2 separate regions of the Pan troglodytes genome follow, and region 1 is linked to region 2. A link is a contact called in public HiChIP or PLAC-seq data. All regions are on one chromosome and are shown on one strand. The core of a region is the stretch at or near the end of the contact, and the rest is flanking DNA. Distances in the headings are between cores, read along the strand shown. Region 1 holds the start of NR4A3 (nuclear receptor subfamily 4 group A member 3). Region 2 holds the start of LOC104007963.

What was found. HiChIP or PLAC-seq counts read pairs in DNA pulled down with a chosen protein or histone mark.
Region 1: a contact with region 2 is called in an H3K4me3 HiChIP or PLAC-seq map of stem cell-derived excitatory neurons, with 3 times the contacts expected there. The contact joins the promoter of NR4A3 here to the promoter of LOC104007963 in region 2. A contact is called at or near these places in 1 of 7 Hi-C or Micro-C datasets (stem cell-derived neural progenitor cells) and 1 of 1 datasets of contacts at active chromatin or transcription factors (stem cell-derived excitatory neurons).

What each region holds. Positions count from the first base shown.
Region 1 is chr11:38,690,021-38,697,508 of NHGRI_mPanTro3-v2.0_pri, forward strand. NR4A3 (nuclear receptor subfamily 4 group A member 3) reads right to left here and starts at 4,723. Exons shown (of 8, transcript XM_003951483.6): 1 at 4,122-4,723; 2 at 706-879.
Region 2 is chr11:38,604,226-38,611,035 of NHGRI_mPanTro3-v2.0_pri, forward strand. LOC104007963 reads left to right here and starts at 3,385. Exons shown (of 5, transcript XM_063787336.1): 1 at 3,385-3,438; 2 at 4,471-5,155. The coding sequence starts at 3,385. STX17 (syntaxin 17) reads right to left here and starts at 5,069. Exons shown (of 8, transcript XM_528364.8): 1 at 5,003-5,069.

The sequences.
Region 1 (7,488 bases), core at 3,473-5,972, 87 kb after region 2:
GCACCTCTAGGATTTCTCCATTACTCTTTTCTGTCATTCTTTCCGGCCAATCCCTTTTTACTGCTCTTATTTGTGTCTTTCTGAGGTTTCTAGCTAGAAGATGAACTTGCTGGGATTGTATTCTATTTATCTGCATTATCTATGGTGCCCACACAGGCTTGGCACCTAGTATTCCTTTAACAAATTTGTAAAGAGGTGGTACAAACCAAACGTGCAATCTGTTCTTTTGCCAAACTCAAATTTACTCTTTGGTTTTCAGCTCAAATGCTTTTCTCCTTCCCTCTGAGCTTCAATCATCCAAACTTCTGCACCCAAATGATTTGGGTTTTATATAAATGAAAATGCTCAGTATTGCTCTAAGTGATTCCATAACTCTTACATGTGCACACTGGCTATAAAAGAAGAGCAAAAATGAAATTAAAAATGTATAAAATACCCTAATCTATTGGTGTATTTGTATTTCTCTTAGGAAAATTAATTTTGAGCAATGCAAGCTTAATTTAATTTGGCTGCTCCACTCAGTAGCAACAGGGTGTGGTATACAGAGGAGCTTCCTGTGAGGAAGCCACCTGTGTTGTGAAATTCGCGGCCAGCAGTCACTGTCCTGGCACTGGGCAGGTCGACCACGCTGCCCGCCGAGTGTGTGGTTCCCCCACCCACTTCCCTCAGCCAGGGAGGAGAAAAGGGTCTTGCCTTCGGACCTACCTGGAGGGTATCTTGCGCGCTGAATGGTGGGGCTGGGGGTCTCTCCAGCGGAGGCTGAGAGTGTAGGAGGAGCGGACGTCCGGCGAGGCGAAGCGCCGGCAGTGCTGCCCGGCACCGCTAAGGGTCCAGGCTCAGGGCCCGGGCTTGCCGGGCTGCCCTCTTCCGCAGTGGGCTCTACAGGCACGGTGAAAGAGGACATAGGTCACAGTGAGACCAGGATGGGTCACTACGGCCCGGGCTGGGCGCATTGGGGACTGGGGGAATTGGTTGGCAACCTCTAGAAATGTTACATTAATTACAAAGAATTATCGTAAAATTAAGGGTGATTAATGGTACAGGAGTCCCCCTGGGCAAGAAGCATCACACGGCCTCGGGGAAGCCGAGGAAAGGTTGTTGGAACCCACTGCGCCTACCACCGTTTTGTGGCACCAAAACCGAGGCTAAAAAAAAAAACGCGCAGCCTGTTATTGCCCAGAAATTGATCTCTCTGCCCCCACAACTGATTCCGAGCTTACGAAGTCAGGAAAACCAAAGAAAGCAGAACACTTGAGGAACGAGCTCCGCCCGAATACGGGGGGTCAGTTCACCAGCGGAAAAAAGCCATTTTCCAGCTCCGCCCGCCCCCAACCCTCAAATACAAATTTTACACGTTGCATAGGAAATGCACAAGGTCCGGAACGAATGCATGAATGCCCCGAGGAATTAAGAAAGTCTGCGCTTTTCATTCTAAATGCTAATGGAGCTTCGCTTCTATTAGCCGCGAGTTTCGAGGGCCAGGGGTCAAGCAAACAAAAGGGCACAGCGATGAGAAGGCTGGCGCTGGAAGCAAGAGGACGAAGCGGACGGCGTTAGCGGCTGATGGGACGAGCGGAGGCAGGTCCCCTGCACCCAGAGGGCGGTGTCTTCGAGGGTGGGCGGCTTGGAGGCTCCTGGCCACCCAGCGGCCTAGCGGGTCACATTCCTGAGGGCGCCGAGCGCAGCTCCGGGACCAGCGTCTCAGCGCACAGCCTCAGCGAAACTTTGTAGCTGAAAGCGCAGCTCAGCAGGCCTCAGGGAAGGAACTGGGTGCCCAAACTCCGGCCTATAGCGCCCCCTTTGCCCGGGGTGGGCGCAGCTCGAAGAGTGGGAACATGGACCGAAAAACCCCAAATTAAACCAAACCAAAAACCTCCGAGGTGCGCGGGGCCACGAGGGTCATCTCCTGGCGCCCCTGAGCCCGGGGCTTGCCTGCAGGAAGAGAGAAAGGGACTTGGGGCTCCCAGGTCCAGGAAACCCTCGACGACCAGGAAATGGGGGATTCCCTTGCCACCCCCAGCCCCAGCTGGAGCTGCTCGGACGGAAAGCTTGCGCTCGATGTAGCGCGGGTAGAAGCGGATCTTCCCACGGCTGTAGCACGTGCTTCCCGTCTCCCCGCATCTTCAATGGGGGTCTCCAGCAATCCCCCACCCGCCCCTTCAGTGGGTGCCCGCATTCCCGTCCCGCATTCCCTGAGGGCCTTTCAAGCGGAGTCGTTCTCTGAGAGGAGGCCTCAGAACTCGGGTGGGCGGGGACCGCCTCTCCCCAACGAAGGAGTTCCCCTCGAGCGCCCAGCGTTCGCGGGAGGGACCCACACAGCCTTTCCTCCAGCCCAGCCCAGCGCCCCGCCGCTCTCTCCACCCCACAAACGGCCGGTTACCTAGGCAAAGCCTCAGTGCCTGGAAACACGTTCCGCCGCTCCGGCTTGCGGCCGCCGGGGCCGGGAGCACAGAGCCTTGGGGTTGTAAATTAGGAAGAAATAACTACCTCTGTCAAAGCCCCTTTCTTTCTCGTGGGCAGACGAAAGGAACACCCCCGTGTTCCCCTCCCGGTGGTGAAGTGTGTGGAGGAAACCGTGAAACGCACCATTGTGACCGGGGCTCCTCTGCGGAGTTTCCAACCCTGGGGAGCGGGGGCGGAGGTTGGGCGGGGGCAAGAGGAGCGAGGGAGAGACTGACAGAAAGGGAAAGACTGAGATTCTCAGAAAGACCGAGGGAGACTAGACAAACCGCGGGGAAGAATTTCTGTGAGCGCACGGTCCCAGGGAACGGGGTGGATGGGTGCCGGGGGGTGGGGGGCGGAGCGGACGTGGAGGTTGCTGTGGCCTAAGGAGGCTTTGGTACTAACTCTGCGAGCATCTTGTTCAGCGAAAATAACTCGAATAAAGTAACTTCATTCATTGTGCCCATTAGCCACGTTAGGCAGCTTTTTCTTTCCCTAACTTGATTCTATAAAATATTTCCCGGTCGTGGGAAAAGGAGATCCGGCACTGGACTCGCGATGGAATGACGGCTCCCTGTTCTTCTCTCCCAGCACCACAAGGCCCTGGGATCACAGCCCGACATTTCTGATTACTAACTCCTCGCAGCTCTTCCCTCTGGAGAATCCGGACGCATAAATAAATAAAAGGCAATCTCCAAGAACGTTTTTGGAAATCAAGGGACAAATGCGTTCTTCCTCACCACTGCCCCGAGGCTTCCAACAGGTTGGAGAGGTGCCTTTGGAAGTCAGTCTCCGCAGGCTGCGCTCGCATGACCGCTCTGGTCTCACCACCGAGAACTTTCATTTCTACTAAGAGTAAAACACTCGGAGCAACTTCTCCAAAAGCGCGAGTTCTGTCAGTGAAAAAGCATGCCTTTCCCACACCGAGCCAACGTCCAGAAGAGAGGGACACCGTCCCCACACGTGTCAGTGTGCGGGAGTCGCCAATTACACCCGATTTACCTCCTAAGGGAAAAGTGTAAACCGGCATGTCAGCGACGCCAGGCAGACGTGCCTAGTGGAACCCCAGGCTCATTTCAATACAATAAGCCACATTCCTACAATTACGCCCTCTTTCCTGAGGTCCTCCGAGTGCGTCTGCAAACTCTGGCCGTCGCTGCCTAGGCCCTTCCCTCCTAAGCTTCCTTCCAGAGAACCAGCTCGGTGCCACCATTAGCAACATTTACTTGGACCCACCAGAGCTCCTATTTTCAATCCTACTTAAAAGGCAGGAAAATTACTGCCGTTCATCACCGGAGCTGCAACTCCCTGCCGCTGCCGCTGCCGCCGCCGCCGCCGCCGAGAGCATCATTACCATGACAACTAGAGCCGAAATACCCTGAATTACATCGCTGGAGCCGCTATAGCACAAATCCCGGTCCTCCCCTTTGTTAGAGGCTTTTCGCCTCTTCGAGTGGGGGGAGGAATCCCACGAGCTCCAGAGATCCCCGCGGGCCCACTACAGGGGAAAAGTTTCAGATCAGAACCTACGGGCCGCTGGGCTAGCAAAGCCGGAGCCGGGCGGCAAGGTCAGGGGAGGGAACCCCACACTCAAAGTTGTCAATTTCAGGAGCGACGCTTCCCAGCAAGCCAACTTTTTTAGCAAGTCCCCTTATTAACTGGGCGAATCTCATACGTACTTGAGTGCTGTGGCGGTTCCGTCTTTAGAGCGAGTTTCTAGAGAGCTGTCCCGAAATCTGCACTGGGGGGGAGTCACAGCTGCTGTCCCGGAAGGGCTGCGGTGTACAAGCCCAGCGGCTCCCGGAGGCGGTGAGCGGCTGGTGGGGGATGCTGCGATCCCGACTCATGGGAGAGCACAGCCGAGAGGTTCCGCGGGCGTCCTGGCTTGGGCTGTGACCAGGGGGGAGGATGCCGCCGCTGTTCCCACCTCCACGGCCACTGCCGGCACCGTCAGCGTTGCAAAGTGAGCCCGGGAGGGGCGTCCAGCTGCGGTGCCGCGCTGCACCGGCAAGGGCTCAGGGCACGAGGGGTGTGAGCGCGCGGGAGAGCGAAGTGTGTGTGCGGAGCCTGTGTGCGCGCTTGTGTCTGTGTGTGCGAGTGAGGGAGCGGGTGTGAGCGCGTCTGTGTATGGGGAGCGGAGGAGGAGCAGGAGCTGGAGGGGTGGGGGGCGGGAGGCAGGAGACTCCGCTCTCCCGGCTGCGCGTTCGCTCGCTCTCTCGGCACGTCATTTATGCCACAGGAGCCCTAGCGGCCTCTCCATAGAGTGCCTGGAATGCGAGACGTCAATGTGACGCCATGGGACGCTACGTCACCCTCCTCCTCCCTCCCCTGGCCTAGCCGGTTCCGCGTGTGCGAGGGAGGGTGTGTGTGTTCGTGTGCGCGCGCGCGCGCGCTTTCCTCGGCCAGTCGCACGGCCGCACAATGGAAACTCCGCCGCACGGCCGGCCCCGGCCTGGGGGCTTCTCGGACTCACGGTGCCATCCCTTTTGCAGCGGAACCGCTCGCCAGGGCGTGCGTCTGCGGGAGGGTGCAGCGGCCTGCCCACGGGTCAGGCGGGACCGCCCAGCTGTCAGGCTCGGGTGGAGTAGAGTTGGAGGAGTGCTGCTGGCGCGCCTCCGAGGCTGCCCCGAGGCACGGAGCCAGGGGGAGGGGGGTAAGGGAGAGGACAGCTCTTCCAAAAGGGAAGGCTCCGCCAGCCAGCTTCTGACCAGCTCCAGTGACCTGGCAGCCGGTGCAGAAGGCGTCTGGCACCAGCCCGAAGACGCCCTGAGGTGCAGCTGCACTTTCCTCTTGCAGAGGTTCTAAAGCTGTTTACGTTGCTCCGGTCCTCTGCGCCCAGGCTAATCCCCCCTCCCCGCATCATTTACTGGGTGCGTGTTTCACACAGGGATGCAGATGGTTCCGGGGATAAGGTTTGATTTCTTTACACGTACGGCGTGGGTTTCTTAACTGGACACGTTATAACCCAGCGAAGTGCACATCCATCATGCACACGCGCGCTGCAGCAGAAACTACTCTGTGTGTAAAACAAACACACACGTGTTGAACAGCTGAGCGGGTCTGACTATTGCAAATCATTCCTCCTCCCCAGCACCGGGTCAGAAATGGAACTCTCAACTAGCACTTTCACTTTTTGATGGTTGTAGATGCCCTCCGCCCACATCTCCCAAATTAAACATTTCGAAATCAATCAACAGGATTTATTAGTCAGTCCCTCGCTAGGGGATTTGCTTTGGTCTCCTGGGACACATTTGTCATGAAATGGTGTGCCGAAAGCCTGGGTGACTGTATGAAGGAGAGCAATTTCTTCCTGGAAATGATAAATTTAAGTGTAAATTTCTTGATGAAAACAAAATTTATCAGAGTTAAAGACCCCTAGTCCCAAAGGTTGCTGCTGAGTGAACGCAGTCTCTTTCAGAAATGAATTTTTGGACAGGAGAAAATATTTGAGTGAAACAATGCAGATAGAGTGGTCCCCATGTGGTCCGCTTGAATCACAAATACCGTTTTATATGTTTGACCTGTCCCAATTTGTGTGTGTGTGGCGGGGGCGGGGGGCGCTGCGCCGAGGGGAGATACAAGATTCCTTTGTAGACAGCACACATTTCAGAATCGAAGAAGGTTCGAGCTAGGACCAGAAACTTGAAAACAAACTACATATAGGTAAATATGGCATGTATATCTTTCTTCGCCTCCACTTCCAATTCAGACACGGTGGTGCGGAGAGGATCGTGGGAGGATGCCCCGAAAGTTGACCCAGCCGAGAGCAACCGAGTCTCTGCACTGCGGCGGGTTCCAATCCAGCCTCGGAAGGAAGGAGGGCGCTGCTACATTGTATCCATTCAAAGGCTTGAAGGTGGGGAGCAGGACCTGGAGCCGCGCGGCGCTGACGCACGCGAGGCGCGTGATTGACGCAGGCGATGTTACTAAATTCGGCGGTTGGCCGGGACCCGCCGCCGGCGCGCGCCGCAGATAGCGGAGTAGGTTCCCCTCGGTCACCCCCGCCCCTTCTCCATTCAACGCCGCGCGGGGCGGGGCAGGGCGCGCGGGGCGGGGCGGGGCGGGGCGGGGAGCGCGCGGCCGCGCCAGGATCCGGCCGAACCAAATATAGTCGGGCCTGGCTATTTTTAGACGGGTCTCGGGCGCGAGCCCGCCGCGTGAGGGGGCGCCCTGACCCCGCCGGGAGTGCGGAGGGGGCGGGGGCGGAGTCGCCATCTTGGACTCGGTTCGACCAGGTCTGGTGACCGGCGACGCGGGGCCGGGCTCGGCGCCGGGGGTCGGGGTGAGTGGGCGCGAGCCGTGGGAGAGAGGGGGGGCGCTGGCGGCTCTCTTCGTCCGGCGCGGGCTGTGAGAAGTGAGCAGGGCGAGGCGCGGGCGACAGCTGGGCGCGAGGCCCGTGCATGTGTGTGCGCACGGAGGTGGGGAGACGGTGATCCCCGCCCGCCCTGCGGAAGGCCCGGCGGTCCTACCACCCGGCAGCTCGGCCAGCCCCGAGTCGCGTGGGGGTGGAGCTGCCCGCGGCCACCACTTCCTGAGTGCCGGGGATACCCTTCCCGGACGTCACGGAGGAGCCGAGGCGGCGGTGGCGGCCCGGGGCTCATCCTGCACTTGCATCACGGGTGCAGCAGCAGCTGCTCTGCTCCTTTGTGGCTTTTTCCCCCGTTGAGTAACTGCTTTGTTAACTGAAAATACCATGACGGGCCAGTGTGATCACCAGCTCCAGATCTCAAAGAAAGTGAAGCTGTCAGGCAAGAAGAGGGAGACTCCCCCAGCCGGCTGCGATGGTATCTGGTGGGTGGATGTGTAGAGAAGCACTTGACAGTTTCCACGTATTACTTCTTGCCTAACTCTTCACCCCCAAGAAGATTTAAAAATACTTTTATTTCCATGCTGTAAAAATTTCATTTGTGTTCTGCACCTCCCTCACCCCCCTAATCCTCCTTCAATTAAAACTCTCATGTAGAACTGGAATCACTGTAAGCAGGAACCCTAAAATTAGGTACAGTTTTTAGGAAACATGACATCTTTCAATGAATTTATTCAATA
Region 2 (6,810 bases), core at 2,135-4,634:
GCCCTAAAGTGTGAGCCTGCAAGAAACAGTGTTTTTACTACTATACTACAGCCTAGGCAACACAGTGAGATCCTGTCTCAAAAAAAAAAAAAAAAAAAGAAAGAAAGAAAAACTGTACAGAGGCTTCTCAAAAAATTAAAAATAAAACTACCATATGATCCAGCAATCCCACTACTGGGTATTTATCCAAAGGAAAAAAAATCAGTATTATCAAAGAGATACCTACAGCCCCATGTTTATTGCAGCAGCATTCACAATAGCCAAGATATGGAATCAACCTAAGTGTCTGTCAATGGATGACTGGATAAAGAAAATGTGGTGTATATACACAATGAAATACCGTTCAGCCATTAAAAAAAAGAATGGGTCGGGCGCGATGGCTCATGCCTATAATCCCAGCACTTTGGGAGGTGGAGGCGGGCCGATCGTGAGGTCAGGAGATCAAGACCATCCTGGCTAACACAGTGAAACCCCGTCTCTACTAAAAAATACAAAAAATTAGCCAGGCGTGGTGGCATGCACCTGTATTCCCAGCTGCTCCGGAGGCTGAGGCAGGAGAATCGCTTGAACCCAGGAGGCGGAGGTTGCGGTGAACCCAGATCTCACCACTGCACTCCAGCTTGGGCAACAGAGCAAGACTCCGTCTAGGGAGAAAAAAAAAAAAAAAAGAATGAAATCCTGTCATTTACAACAACATGGATGGAACATCTAGCCTGTACTCCCAGCTACTCAGGAAGCCGAGGTAGGAGGATCACTTGAGCCCAGAAATTAGAAGCCAGCCTGGGCAATATAATGAGACCTCCATTTCTAAATAAAAAGGGGGGAAAAAGTTGATCTCCTGGAGGTAGAGAGTAGAGTGATGGGAAGGGGCAGGAGGGATGAAGAGAAGTTGATTAATGGGTACAAACATACAGTTAGATAGAAGGAATACATTATTCATGTTTAATAACACAGTGAGGTAGCTATAGTTAACAATAATTTATTGCATATTTCAAAATAGCTAGAAGAGAAGATCTGAAGTGCTCCTAACACAAAGAAATAATAAATGTTTGACGTGATATATATCCCAAATACCCTGATTTGATCATTACACATTGTATGTATGTATCAAAATATCACATGTATCCTATAAATATGTAAAATTATTGTGTATTAATTGAAAAAAGTAACATAAAAATAAAAAATAAATATCTAGAAATAGAATTATTAGGTAGACAGATTTTTCAAGGTTTTTAAAACATATATATAGCCATATCCCACAAAAGGTTATGCCTTTTATGTTCCTACCAGAAACATAACACAATGTCCATTTATCCATATTCCAAGCAATATACTCAGTATTATCATTCTTAGACATGTCATTGGTGAAAAAAATGATGTCTCATTATTGCTTTACTTTGCATTCCTTAAATTACTAACAGGGTGGATTTATCAGCCATTTGCATTTCTTTTTTTTTCTTCTTCTTTTTTTTGTTTTGAGACGGAGTCTCACTCTTTTGCCCAGGCTGGAGTGAAGTGGTGCGATCTCAGCTCACTGCAACCTCCGCCCCCTAGGTTCAAGTGACTCTCCTGCCTCAGCCTCCCAAGTAGCTGGGATTACAGGCACGTGCCACCACGCCCAGCTAATTTTTGTATTTTTAGTAGAGACGGGGTTTCACCATGTTGGCCAGGCTGGTCTTGAACTCCCGACCTCAGGTGATCCACCTGCCTCGGCCTCCCAAAGTGCTAGGATTACAAGCGTGAGGCACCATGCCCAGCTGCATTTCTTCTTTTTTTAATTTTTAATTTTTGTGGGTATATATTAGTAGTAGGTATATATTTATGGGATATTTGAGTTATTTTGATACAGGCATACAATGTGTAATAATCACATTAGGGTAAATGAGGTATCCATCACCTCAAGCATTTATTCTTTGTGTTACAAACAATCCAGTTATACTCTTTTAGTTATTTTTAAATATACAATTGAATTATTATAGTCACCCTGTTCGGTTATCAAGTACTATATTTTATTCATCCTCTATCACTATTTTTTTGTACTCATTGCATTTCTTCTTTCATGAATTGCTTGTTCATGTCATATGCATCTGTTTTTACTACAGGGGATGTCTTTCTCTTATTAACTCATAAAAGGCTATTACATGTTAAATGTATCAATTATTTGTCTAACATTAACATTTCCCAATCTATCACACTGCCTCTTTTCTTTTCTTCTATACCACAAAGAGATTATCTTTATATCTACCATCATTCCTATCAAAATGTTTTTTGAACACACCTGTTGTTCAATAGATGCTGCCTAAACTAAAATATTTCTTCACACGTCCCTTCTATACAATTGCTAATCCTATCACTCTAGTCAAATAGCACAATATGCATAGCCATGATAATGGAGCTTCAATTAGTCTACCTTTAGACTCTTTCCCTCCAAAATGGAATATAAACTATAAAAACATAAACTGTATTATAAACGAATAGCATAACCACACTGAAAGAAGTGAGGAAGAAAAATTATCTAAGCCACTTTAGAAAACAATATTTTAACTGAATACTATAAGCCTAGAGACAAAAAGAACTACACTGTACTCTATTTAGTAAATGTGTTTCTCACAGGAACATAGGTCAGAAATCCTGAAATTACTTTATGTGTATACTAGGACTGAAGAAATAAGAAAATATTTTGTAGAATGCCAAGAGTCAGATTTCTCACTGTCAGATAAAGAAGTTAAAAATAAGGGACAAAACTAGAATGAACCCTGTGGTGTTAGACTAGAAGCAAAGCTACTGGGATGAACTTTTGTTTTTAAAAAGTATATGGATAGACAAATACAGAAATAAATATAGATCTTTGGGTATGCATGGGTATGCATATGTATAGACTGGTGTCTTCTGTGGGGCCCTGGTAGCAATGTTACCCCAGTAGCAATGAGCATCCCTAGAGCACAGATCTTTGTGTTTAAATACTATTCTCCAAAAAAAGAAACTACGGGTCGTTGGAGAAGTGGCTGACTATCAGGGCTGAGGCACAGAAAACACAAGATGAGCCTGGGGCATCCTATGGTACCAGAAAATTAGGAAGTTCCAAAAAAGAAAAAAAAGGATGGAAGCATGCTGAAAAGCTACAGAAAGCAACCTGAAAGAAAACTCCCAGTGATCAAAGCTGGAACAATTTCAAACATAAAATAACACAAGTGTAGGATAACAACCAATAGAAAAACATCTGAGTCCACATGGATACAAATAAATAACGGAATACAAATAAACAAATGGGAAATGGGCAGCTCATCCTTACAGAATAATTTCAATTAATAAAGAAATGAGGAAAGTAGAAAATCATCATTAGAACACCATAGTCATAATAATTGCTGAAGGCAAGATCCACCAATGGATGTGAAATTTAGCAAGGGAAAGTCTGAGGAGAAACAGGACATGCGTACGGTTTAAAAGCTCCCCCCAAGATGTCAATTATAAGGAGAAAAATAAGACCTTTACATTGGAGAATCCCAGCAGACACTCTCTACCAAGTGATCAAGATTAACCTCACGAGCAATAAGTCATATATATCAGCTATGCTCATATGATGAACTGAGAAGGGCACACACACTTTTGTGTTCTTAACAAAAATGTATAACCTTAATCTAATCATGAGAGAACATTGGACAAACCCCATTTCAGGGGCACTCTACAAAATAACTGACCAGCATTCTTCAAAAGTGTAAAGATCAGAAAGAGTATAAAGGCAGAAAAAGACTATCAGTGTAAAGACAGGAAAAGACTGAGGAACTGTCACAGACTGGAGGAGACCAAGGACCCAAGACAACTAACTGCAATGTCGGGTCTTAGAGTGGATCCTAGAATAGAAAAAGGACATTAATACAGAAAAAAAAAATCACAAGTTAGTAATTCAGTTAATAGTATTACACTAATATTAACTTCTTGCTTTTGATAATTGCGCTATGGTATGTAAAAAATTATTAATGGAGGCAACAGGGAACTCTATTACTTTTGAAACTTTTCTGTAATTGTAAAATTATTTCAAAATAAAAAAGTTTTTTAGTATAAGAGGATGTTTCACGTAAGACAGGTAAAAACATTTAGAAGTTAAAGAACTGCAATCGTATTCACTGCATTAATACTTGGAGAGAGGGGTGCCAGGACTGTGCCAGGTGCTTTACAAACTTTATCATGTAGTGCTTACAACTAATATGAGATGGGTACCATAATACTCATGTTTCCCAGTAAGTTACTTAGAAGGTTATTAATAAGTGAAAGACCCCATTTCTCAGGAAACCCAGCCCCCAAAAGTGACGAACACCTTCCATCGGCCCAGAGCTCCCACTTTTCGGGATGCTAGTGGCGCCCGATTTCTTCGGGCCCGCCGCTTAATGTTTCTGACTTATGGAAGAGATACCGAATTTGGAGAGAAAAGTCAACGTAATGTCTCCTCTCTGAACCTCGGTTAGCTAAAAGGAGGGAGCCAAGGTGTGGCACCTTCTGCGAACCACCTCTGGGTTTGGCGAGCAGGGGCTTCCGGCCTCTCGCTCCCAGTCCTCCGAGCCTCACTACCATCGAGCGTCGCGTCATTCCTCGCAGTGTTACCCACAGCACACCTGGGCCACACACACCAAACGCCCCTACCAGCGAACGGATGCGCGGGTCTGTCCCGGGACCCAGACGCCAGCGACCCTGGCGACCCGGGGCCTACAGCGCGCCAGAGACAGGACGCGCGCCGGAAACTTTTCCACCCCGCGACCCCGGGAGGCCGTCCTGCTCGCATCGTCTGCGGCCTCCCTATACCAGCTTCTAATAAAGCTTCCAAAAACGAAACCAAGCGAGGCTCCGCCACTTCTGAAAAACAGGAGGAGCCACCATGGCGCTCGCGCTTCGGATCCAATGCCCTACTTGCCGCCCAGCGCCTCTTGCGCGCGCCACACGGGCGCCAGGCCCACCAAGCCTGTGAGCGCCCGACGCCCCCAAAGGCGGCCTCCAGAGAGCCCCTTACCTCCCGCCGGGGCGCTCGAGGCCGATCGGTGGGCACGGCGCAGGCGCAGGAGCGACGGGGCGGGGCGTCACGAGGGGTGGGCAGGGTTGGGCCCCGCCCCCGCCCCCGCCCCCGCCCTGCGAGGCCCCCAGGCCGGGCGCGGGGGGCGCACAGGTGAGTGCAAATGCGGACGCTGCTGAGAACAGCGAAAGCCTTTTTCAAAAGTGATCTTGATTTACGTTATGGGGTTGTGACTCGAGCCAAGAGGAGAGAGACGCACAAACGCTCTTTAGGTCTGCTTGTTGTGTTTAAGACAATTCATGCTTGTATGGCCGACTGCATTTCGCAGTTTTCCTGTCCGTTTTCCTCTGTTCTTCCTAGAATTTTATTTGCGGGTTGGGCATGTATTCTTAGCTCTGTTTTGAAACTGAAGCTCAGAAAGGTGGTGCCTCCCCATCCCGTCCCCAAAAGCCCTGTGAAGTGGACAGGGCAGGAGTGCCATCTTAATTGCAACAGGTGTAAAAATTAAAGCTCAGCAAATTATGGTTTCCTCCAAAAACTGGTGGAGGGCTTAAGGCAAAGGTCTTTATCCCGATTTTATAGATTATGACTCTGGGGTTTAACAAAGAGTTTTAAGTGACTCACTCCAGTTCAGCCAGCTTATGACAGAGCTGGAACTCCAACTGGGTGTCCTAATTTCCTTCCCAAGTTATTCCAGTTAGACCAGCTGCAACCACATGAACAAGCAGGTGGCCGGCTTTGAAGCCTTGTCCAAGTCACAGGTCCTCCTCTCTTCATGGCCTAACTTCCAGATCCAGCCCTTTTAAAAAGATGTCTGTGAATATTCAGATGACGTGCTTAGAATGTATTCACTAATGGTATTGTCTCAGAAGTGATCAGGATGTTCAAACCACAGTTAAGGAAACTGAGTTCTTAGGGTCTTCCAGTAGAGTAGGAGGTAAACAGGGAAGATTAGGGGCCTGTAGATCCTTTAAAAAGCCTTGAAAGACAATTTCTAAAACAAATCACCAAATCTACCAAGCAATTTGGATTTTCTTTGGGGACATAATGTATGCTGATATTTGTTTTACAATGAGCTCCAGAATGTATTTATCAAATTTTGATTCTAAGGAGAAAAATTGAAGTATTAGGCAATACTGTGAGAAAATGTTTTTTATGCAAGGATCAGTGAAACAAGATCTTTTGAAATAAAAGATCATTTGTGTTAAGTTCTGAAAAAGCTTCCTCAGGTACAAAATCAGGAGGTGTGGTACTCAAAAATTCTAAATTTGAACCTGGACTTCTAGGCTGTTATATGTATGTTTGCTGTAAGTTAGGTGTGTCAAAGTAGTAGGACAAACTTTTTTTTTTTTTTTTAGAGAGAGAGTCTTGCTCTTTTGCCCAGGCTGGAGTGCAGTGGCATGATCTCAGCTTACTGCAACCTCCACCTCCCAGATTCAAGCGATTCTCCTGTGTCAGCCTCCTGAGTAGCTGGGACTACAGGCGTGTGCCAACACGCCCGGCTAATTTTTTGTATTTTTAATAGAGACGGAGTTTCACCATGTTAGCCAGGATGGTCTTGATCTCCTGACCTCGTGAGCCGCCCGCCTCGGCCTCCCAAAGTACTGGGATTACAGGTGTGAGCCACCACGCCCGACCAAAACTTTTTAATCTAACTGTTGGTTAGCTTGATTTATAATCTTTAAATATTCAAACATATGGTGTGTGGACCTCTTTTGTGTACTCTGGGTCATCAAGTTGTTAGGGGCAGGCCTGCTACTACTGGCCGACATTTTCCTGAAGTCCTAACTGAACCCAGCAAGTCCAAA